Linked DNA regions of Macaca mulatta: region 2 is linked to region 1. Evidence: chromatin contacts called from public Hi-C data. All regions are on one chromosome and are shown on one strand. The core of a region is the stretch at or near the end of the contact, and the rest is flanking DNA. Distances in the headings are between cores, read along the strand shown.

What was found. A called contact is a pair of places that touch in the nucleus more often than the background predicts.
Region 2: a contact with region 1 is called in a Hi-C map of CD4 T cells, with 3 times the contacts expected there. The contact joins the promoter of PPP2R1B here to the promoter of BTG4 in region 1. A contact is called at or near these places in 6 of 14 Hi-C or Micro-C datasets (CD4 T cells, cortical neurons, fetal cortex germinal zone and 3 more).

What each region holds. Positions count from the first base shown.
Region 1 is chr14:112,342,993-112,347,595 of T2T-MMU8v2.0, reverse strand. It overlaps BTG4 (BTG anti-proliferation factor 4), which reads left to right and starts at 1,746. Exons shown (of 10, transcript XM_077964282.1): 1 at 1,746-3,151. SIK2 (salt inducible kinase 2) reads right to left here and starts at 2,438. Exons shown (of 15, transcript XM_028833956.2): 1 at 2,208-2,438. The coding sequence starts at 2,342.
Region 2 is chr14:112,508,327-112,512,955 of T2T-MMU8v2.0, reverse strand. PPP2R1B (protein phosphatase 2 scaffold subunit Abeta) reads left to right here and starts at 3,205. Exons shown (of 17, transcript XR_003722751.2): 1 at 3,205-3,345; 2 at 4,209-4,299.

The DNA.
Region 1 (4,603 bases), core at 497-2,996:
TGACATTTCACGTATCCCTCTCTACCTTAATATCTCCAATCACACCCACCAAATCTCCACAGGTACTCACACTCACCCATCTCAAATTCACATTCACACTATTTCTTTTTATATGTTAATAACAGCTTCTTTAGAAAAGCACGGGGAAATGGGTTCTGTGGACTAAACATTTAGCATTTAACGTAAATAATTCTACACATATATACTACACACACGATTTAGGATGGATCCTCTTTCACGATCTGACCAGTGCTTGCTTCAATTACAAATGAATGCATTGATCTCACTCTGATAGCCAAACCACGATATTACTCCATAGTGCCCCCTAGCTCTTTAAGATATATCAGTTTAAAACGGACACCATTTGAATTGTCAACCTCAAGAGAAAGTGTTAGTCACTCCACTTAAGCAGCTCTTACTGTATTAACTAAATCTGACCTGATAAATAATAGATGACTTAATTAAATCTTGCTACTAACCCCAGTAAGAGCTGAGAAAAAAATATTATGAACTGATGGATTTGGAATTCAACCCACACGATATACTATAGTTCAAAAGTTTTGTAGAACCTCTCTATAACTCACAATGTGTTTGTTTTTAGAAAGTCATTAAGCAAGGACTCATAAAACATGCATTTAAAATGCCTTCTTTTATGTAACTTTAAGGGAAATGGCATGGCATTAGGCCATGGCTCTTCAGAGGAATGGAACCAATTTCTTCATTTTAAAAAATGCTGGGATCAGATTAAACTATGCAAAGATTTAGCAATATCACTATAGTCAAGTTACCATTATCATTACAATTTAAATTGCTAACTGGTAAATCTGTGAGAATAAAATATCTGACCTTGGTCCTGATTCTAAAAGATTTGGACTGCTTCAGGACCACCAGGGGAAGGCAAAAAGTAAAGACGACAAAATGACATATACCCCTTCCTTTTGGAAATGGGATTAAGCAAAACTTCTAAGTACAACTGCAACTCCAAAAATCACTCAGGTTTGCCAGTGCCCTTCGCCTTACATAAGTCATTCTGAAAAGAAGTCCTACTTTATTCTACATTCAAACTCTAGTACATTCGTACTAACAAGGGAAAAAGCAGAATAGGACCAAAACTGGAGGGCAAACAAACAGGAAAAGGATGAAACTCCAGGAGGAACTACAATAAGGCAGAGTAGAGTACGTCAAAACCACTAGGTTTTATTCTAAAGAATGGTTTTGTTTCTACCGTTCTTCTAAGGTATTTAATTTGCACGTCTTAAAATAGAGACCCTGAGGAGAGCAGCTTGAGGCAGTGGAAGGAAGGGGGGCGGGTTAGGTAAGAACAGAGACTTGTGAGAGAATATGTGCGGTGCATTAGAATGTGCAATGAAGAGGGTGCAGGATTCACCGTCAGGAAGCAGTTCAGGGCTTTATGAGTAGAGGCAGAATCTAATATGGTTTAAAGAATGCGTATTACAGCCAGAATACACACCTGGTACAGGGACAACCCTAGACTTCTGTCCAACCCACCCACTGTGCAAGTGCAGAGATGACCATTTTAACCAGTTCTATTGTCTGGAGCATTAAATGGAAATGCCCCAGGCAAGGGATCAAGCTAGTCAGACACCAAATCAGAGACACCGTGGGCCAAAAGGAAGGAGAAGAGATGGTCAGTGGCCGTGGGGGCACTCCCAGCCACCGGGCCCCTCCTCGTCGGGCAGGGGAGGGGCACCGGGGTCACGGGGGCCGCACGATCCCCCATCCGCGGAGCCCAAGCGCAGGCGGTCCCCTCCTCGGGCCGGCGACGTCTCTCACGGCGCAGCCTGGGAACACCGAGACTTCCCCTCCCACCCCACCCCCAGCCGAAAGCAGGGAAGACGCGGAACTTGGGCTCCGGAGCGGAGGCCACAGACCAGGTCACGGCTCGGGTGGGGGGCTCTGGGCGAAATTCCGGGTGGCCACCGCGGGTGGCGTAGGGGAAAGCTAAGCCCCGGCTGGTTGCGTTTCCAGTCGGACGACACTCGGCTCCGGGTGCCCGGGCCCGATCCCTTCGCTGCTCACCGACCCCCTGCACCTCCTGGGTCCTCACAGTCCCAGGCCCGCTCGCCTCCGCCAGTGAGGCGGCCTCTCGGGTCTCCCCAGTCCCACCACTGCGGCCGCCCCTCTCGGTAAGCAGCTCCTCTCCCGAACCCTCGCCTCGGACGCTCCCGCCGAGCCCCGGGCCGCACCTCCGTCTTGGTGATCCGGTGCCGCCCCAGCTTCACCACGGCGAAGTTGCCCTTGCCCAGCGTGCCCTCGATGTCGTAGAACCCCACCCGGACCGGCCCGCGCTGCAAGTGCCTCGGGCCATCCGCCATGACCATGCTGGGCCCCGCTGCTAGACACGGCGGACAGGAGCGCGGGCGGGCGAGCGGGAGCCCTGGCAGCGCGGCTTGGCTTGGGCGACGGCCGCTCAGCTTGCTCCTTCGCTCCTTCCCTCCCGCTCCGCAGGGCCCAGCCAGGCGCGCGCCGCCGCTGACGTGCGCCGACGTCAGGGGGCCGGGGCAGGGGGGCGGGGGCGGGCCCGGGCCTGGATTGGTCACCATGGCGACCGAAGCACCGCCGACGTCGGCTGCAGGAGAGTGGGGGACTGCGCGCGGGGAGGGGCGCGGGCCTGGCCGGCGCGCTCCTTCCGGGCTCATACGCCCTCCCTTCGCCCCTCCGCCTCGCCGCTGCCAGGGGCGGGGTCGCCGCTCGGCCCGCTACGGTCCTCGGCCTTCCAGGCGAAGGGCAAGAGCGAGCCCTGGCGGACCGTGCGTAGGGGTGCAGAGACCTGGATGCGGCCTGCGATCTCCTTCCCCGCCCCGGCGTTCTCCGCCCACCCGGGGTCCTTCCCGCCAAAACCTCTCACCTACAAGTACAGCGCGCCCTAAATTTGGCACCGGCAAAGAACTGTGGCTGAGCAATGCGTTGCTCACAGGCTCCTTTCTTTGTGTTTTTTTCTCTTCTCGTTGCTATATATAACAAAACCCTCCACGTTTTGATGTCTCCGAGGAGTCATTCTGACAGCAGTGCGGTCGCTGATAGACTCACAGAATGTCAATGTCAGCGCTGAAGAGATCTTGGAGATCACTTAATCCAGAGATTTGGAGCCTCATGTGAACTTCGGAGTCCGGAACCCCCTAAAACACAGGCCAGTTTTTGCTTATGTGAGCATGTCTCTGGAGAGATGGACCCGTAGCTTCTGTCAGATTCCCAAACGTGTTGGTGACCCTGAAAACGGTTAAAAATATTTCTCTAATCCAATTTTTTCCCCCAAAGGACGAAGCAGACCGCAAGGAATAAAGGGAATTGCCAAGGTCACACAGGCAATGGTAGAGGTAGGATTATAAATCACACCACGCTTCCAAATGTGACTCAAGGAAATAGGGACAGTGACACTTCAATATTCTGAAATGTATCATGTGCCTTCATATCTTGGTTTCTAAATACCATTCTCCACCTAAAGGAGCCAGACTCCGTGGCGAGATGGCTCATTCGAAGGCAGAGACAGGGAAAGTATAAAATGCCCTTGAAAGATCCTGTGCCTTAAAGCAAGGAGATTTCTTGGCTAGGTCAAGGAAGATATGTCAAAAGAAAGATCGCTCCAAGGTGCTCCCGCCTTACCAAATCTGAGACAATTTGGGTATCAAGAATAAATAATAGGCTGGGCTTAGTGGCTCACGCCTGTAATCCCAGCACTTTGGGAGGCCGAGGTGGGCGGATCACCTGAGGTCAGGAGTTCAAGACTAGCCTGGCCAACATGGTGAAACCCCATCTCTACTAAAAATGCAAAAATAGCCAGGCGTGGTAGTGGGCGCCTATAATACCAGCTACTCGGGAGGCTGAGGCAGGGAGAATTGTTTGAACCCGGGAAGTAGAGGTTGCGGTGAGCCAAGATTGTGCCACTGCCCTCTAGCCTGGGTGACAGAGCGAGACTCTGTCTCAATAAATGAATAAATAAATAATGACAGAAATTGATTCTAACACATTGAATTTTGTAAAAGAATCGTAGACCATACTTACTTTTAAACTTTTAAATAGAAAAATAAAGGGGGGAGAAGTGAAATGACGGTGGAATGCCAACTAATATATGTTAGAAGAAATGACAATTAGCAAATCGTTTGGCAGCCATTACAGTAATAATGGATTCAGACAAGAATTATGAATAGATGTTTAAATCATTGAGTAAAATTTGCCTGGGGAACAAGATATTTGCACAGTCTTTGGATTTCTTATTCATGATAAAGGGTTAACAGAGGTACCTCTACAGTGGAGAAATCTGACAGACATTACCCTAACCAAATGATCAAAGTTAATGTCACCAATTATGTGATAAAATGACATGATGAGCCTCCTGACGTGAGCCACTGAGGTTACAATATCTCTTATGTAGTATTCCTGTCAAAAATGCATATTATGATCTAGAAACAATCAGAAAGATGCAAACTAAGAAACATTCTACCCAACAACTGACCTGTATCCTTAAAAAACATCAGTGTCATGAAAGTCAAAGAAAGACTGAGGAACCATTCTAGATTTAAGGGATTTAGAAAGGCATGGCACTAAAGGCAACATGTGATCTTGGAAGAACATGCTATAAAGG
Region 2 (4,629 bases), core at 1,956-4,455, 160 kb before region 1:
CTTTTTTTTTTTTTTTTTTTTGAGACAGGGTCTCACTCTGTCACTCAGGCTGGAATGCAGTGGCAGTCACAGCTCACTGCAGCCTCGACCTCCCAGGCTCAAGTGATCCTCCCACCTCAGCCTCCCGAGTAGCTGAAACTAGGTGTGCACTACAAGCCCAGCTAATTTTTGTGTTTTATTTGTAGGAATGGGGATCTCACTATGTTGCTAGGACTGGTCTTGAACTCCTGGACTTAAGCAATCCTCCTATCTCGGTCTCCCAAAGTGCTGGGATTACAGATGTGAGCCACTGCACCTGGCCAAGACTTTTTTTTCTTTTTTTTTGAGACAGGGTCTTGCTTTCTCACCCAGGGTGGAGCGCAGTGGTGCGACATCAGCTCACTGCAGCCTTAACCTCCTGTGCCCAAGTGATCCTCCCACCTCAGCCTCCTGAGTAGCTGGGATTATAGGTGCACACCACCACATCCTGCTAATTTTTTTTTTTTTTGGTAGAGATGGGGTTTTACTATGTTGTCCATGGCTGGTCTTGAACCCCTAAGCTCAAGTGATCCATCACGTGCACCACTGCCCCAGGTGAACTTTTTACATAAAGTATAAGGGAACAGATTTCTCCTCTCAATGCCTACAGGAATCCCCTCTGATCTTCTAACTGGTAAATTACTAAGTTAAAAAATCTCTTAGCCCTCTGTCTCTCAAAGTTGGGTAGTATTAAATATATGAATCCATTTTTAGCCTGGGCAATATGGCGAGACTCTGTCTCCATACACACACACACACACACACACACACACACACACACACACACGAAGCTAGATGTGGTGGCACATGCCTATACTCCTAGCTACTCAGGAGGCTGAGGATGGAGGATTGTTTGAGTCCAGGAGTTTAAGGTTACAGTAAGCTATGACTGTGCCACTGCACTCCAGCCTGGGAAACAGAGCAAGATGCTGTTTCTTAAAAACACACACACAACAATAATTTTTTAAAATCCTGAAAACTCTCAGTTAAATCATTATTGTTATTATTATTATTATTTTAGAGATGGGGGTCTTGCTATGTTGTCCAGGATGGTCATGAACCCCTGGGCTCAAGTGATCCTCCCACCTCAGCCTCCCAAGTAACTGGGAGTACAGGCATGCATTACCACATTTAGCTAAATTGTTTTTATTATGCTGTGGTTATTTAAATTTACAAATATAAAGTAGGAAATAATGTGCTTTTATTTCTGGTTCTTATACAGCTACAGAAACCACAACAAATTTACAAATTAAATACAAATGAAACCACAAAATGAATACTATTCAATTAAAAATATTACAGTAATTTAACATGACAAATGATGTATTTTGCTAAAACTATCATCCCTCGTATTGTCGCCTGCTATAGCTCAGCTTCTTTTGTGTTCAACATGCCTATGCCACCAAATGACTCCTGATATCTTAATTTTCTCACCATTTTTCTCTGTTACAACTACCAAATAGTGCAATCTCATGATGCCATTTGGCTTTCATTTTGTGCATGAAAGTATCATTCTTATTTTAAAACCACCTCTGTTCTTTTCTCATTATCCCAGAACAATAAAAGCAGCACTAAAACACACGTAAATGTAGGTGCTGAAATTGTGTGGCAATACTGAGTTGTAAGGTGGTCACCCAAATAATTCAGAATATGCTTATACAAATCTAAAAAATATGAAAATGAAAATAAAATTAAAACCCTAGAGAATACATCCACAAACATAATTTGAGAAAAACTGTTCAGGTCTGCTGGTTCCCAAACTTTCATTACTATCAAAGGCTCTATCTATTGTGCTTACTTCCAAGCACCTCATTCATTCATTCATTCATTCATTCATTCATTCATTCACAGGCTCTATTGTGCTTACTTCCAAGAACCCTATTTATTTATTTATTTATTTATTTTTGACACGGGGTCTCACTCTGCCGCCCAGATTGGAGTACAGTGGTGCGATCCTGGCTCACTGCAACCTCTGCCTCTGGGGCTCAAGAGATTCTCATGTCAGCCTCCTGAGTAGCTGGGACTACAGGTGCCGGTCACCAGCCCAGCTAATTTTTGTATTTTTAGTAGAGATGGGGTTTCACCAAGTTGGCTAGGCTGGTCTCGAACTCCTGGCCTCACGTGATCCGTCCGCCTCGGCCTCAGACCCCATGTTTTAAAAAAGTCTGTCTCCTACACTGCATTAGTAGTTTCATTAATCAGGCACATAGAATTACCATTTCGGAGCTTGTGATCACCATATGTAGTTATCACTCCAAGCTGCTTAAATTCCAGTCTAAAACAAACAAAACATTCTAATTATTCTGTGCTACCCTGACAAGGGTAAGTGAAAACTTTCCATTCAGGTTTGTAAGAACGAGCTCCCAGACCTCCACCTCTTCCCCTTGCTGCCTCTGAGGACTCTTGGAGGTCTAGGGAGGCCAGTTTGGGTTTTCTTCCTCAAGGGATTAAAGCTTGTCCTAGTTTTGCTTCATTGTTGTACTTCTAGCATGCTAAAGAGCTAAAAAATGGGAGGAAGAAAATACAACAGAAGGCACCATTCCAGTACCAAACTGAAAAGAAACACAAAAACAAGAGAGCAGCATGTTTTTAACAGCTTGCGTGGAAAAAATATTGACTGGGGAGTTTGGACAGCACTGTTCATTTTCTCTCACCGCCCGCGTTATTTGTCTTACGGAGCAGGAGCCAGATACCATTCTGGAGAACAGGCCGAGGGAAGAGGTGGAGGGGTTCTGTGGAAGCTTGAGGCTGAGCGGAGAAATTAGGGCTGGAGATCCAGTGGCTCAGGGCCAGGATGAAGTCAGGGGAGGTGCTAAAGCCTTTTTCCTCCTGGCCTCGGGCACTCTCTTTGGTCCGCCTGAGTCTTAAGAGGGCACAGCGCGGATCACTCAGGTAGGTCCCTGGCCCCTTCAGACTACAACGAGCCGGATGAATCCCTGTCCCTGTTTCTTTCGGCTGGGGAAAGGACGCAGGGGTTCCATTCGCTTTCTCAGCCCACCCGTCTTCTTGAGTTCAGACCTACAACTCCTGCAGTGGGGGTCGGAAGGGAGTCTTAATCATCGGGACAGAAACTCAACTCCCCAACCTCTGCTAAACCCGCGTGGCGGCCTTCTCCCCTGCTGCCCGGGCGCGGGGCGGGGCCTGGGCGCGGGGCGGGGGCGGGGCCTGGGCGCGGGGCGGGAGGCTGTGACCAGCAGCAGGAGGAGAAAGAACATGGCGGGCGCATCGGGGCTCGGGACCGGCCCAGGAGCAGCTGGGGGAGATGGAGATGATTCGCTATACCCAATCGCGGTTTTAATCGACGAGCTCCGCAATGAAGACGTGCAGGTACTGGACTGAGGCCGGGGAGCCGAGGCGAGACCGACTGGTCGCGTGGTAGAGAAGGGGGAAGGCCTGCGCCGCGGTGGGGGTGGCCGGGGTACTGAATGAGCCGGACTCGTAGCAGAAACTTGAAGGGGGGGCAGGGAAAGCTCTGCGAGGGGCTGTGGTGACACGCCTCGACCCTCCCGGGGACCTCTCTGGTACCCCTGCTTCGGACCCCCTAAGGGGTCCGCCCGGAGCCTTGCCTTTCCAGGGCGGTTGTCGGGGAACCAGCTTCCCGCCTGGGCGCCCTATCCGGGCCGTGAGGTGGCCGCGCCTGGTAGGCGAGGGAGCTGGAGAAGCGCGGTGCCGGGCCGAGACGGGGCTGGAGCGGCTGAGGGGCGCAGGATGCCCAGAAGCTCTTTGAAGTGCCTCGGAATCCCTTCATCTGGGCTTGGAACTGGCTCGTCCTGTTGGGTAGAAAGAGGGGGTGGGATGGCCGATTAACCTGGACGACCTGGACGAGTCGTTGTATCAGCTCTGCGGGAACTTTTCTTTGAAACCACAGGCGTTGTATTCAACCGTTTCACCTGCTTCACCACTGCCAAAGTCCTCTCTTTTTAAGATTATCTTACTTCCTGGGTGTTGTATTGTCTTTCATTCATTTCTCTTCCAGGCCCTTCTGAGTGTTTCTCCCAGGAAATCTTCCGCCGGCTACTGAGGCCGAGTTACACTCCTCCGTTCTATGGAGGTTCCTTAACAGTAAAATCTAAGTAAAAGGTTATCTTCGTTCTTACCCCTGTGTCATTATTTCACCTGTTAGCACCTTTTGTCTTTTGATCTAAATTCAGCCGTTTCTTTACATTGTTCTTCTACTTTCTTTTCTGAAGCTCCGACTCAACAGTATTAAGAAGTTATCAACAATTGCCCTAGCACTTGGAGTAGAAAGGACGCGAAGTGAATTGTTGCCATTTCTTACAGGTATGTGAATCTTTGTTTAAAGAAAGGCAGGGACATTCATTTTCCAGGGACTTTCGACACTGACTTTTTTAGAGTTTGTTACCCACATTAAAATGAGCCAGGTGCTTTCTGTGCAAAAGAAACAGAACAGAGGATATTATTAGTTGTGGTTAGATATATTCAAACATCAACCATTTAGCTGTTGGGAAAGTAATTGATATGGGAGTATGAATTTCTAATTCGTTGTGCAAAACAGATCCAGGAAGATGGTTGATTGAGGAGAAGGAAGAAAATGCTGTTAGGATTTTGACTGGGCCACCTTACCGGTCGCATAGTGAATCTGTTCCTAGT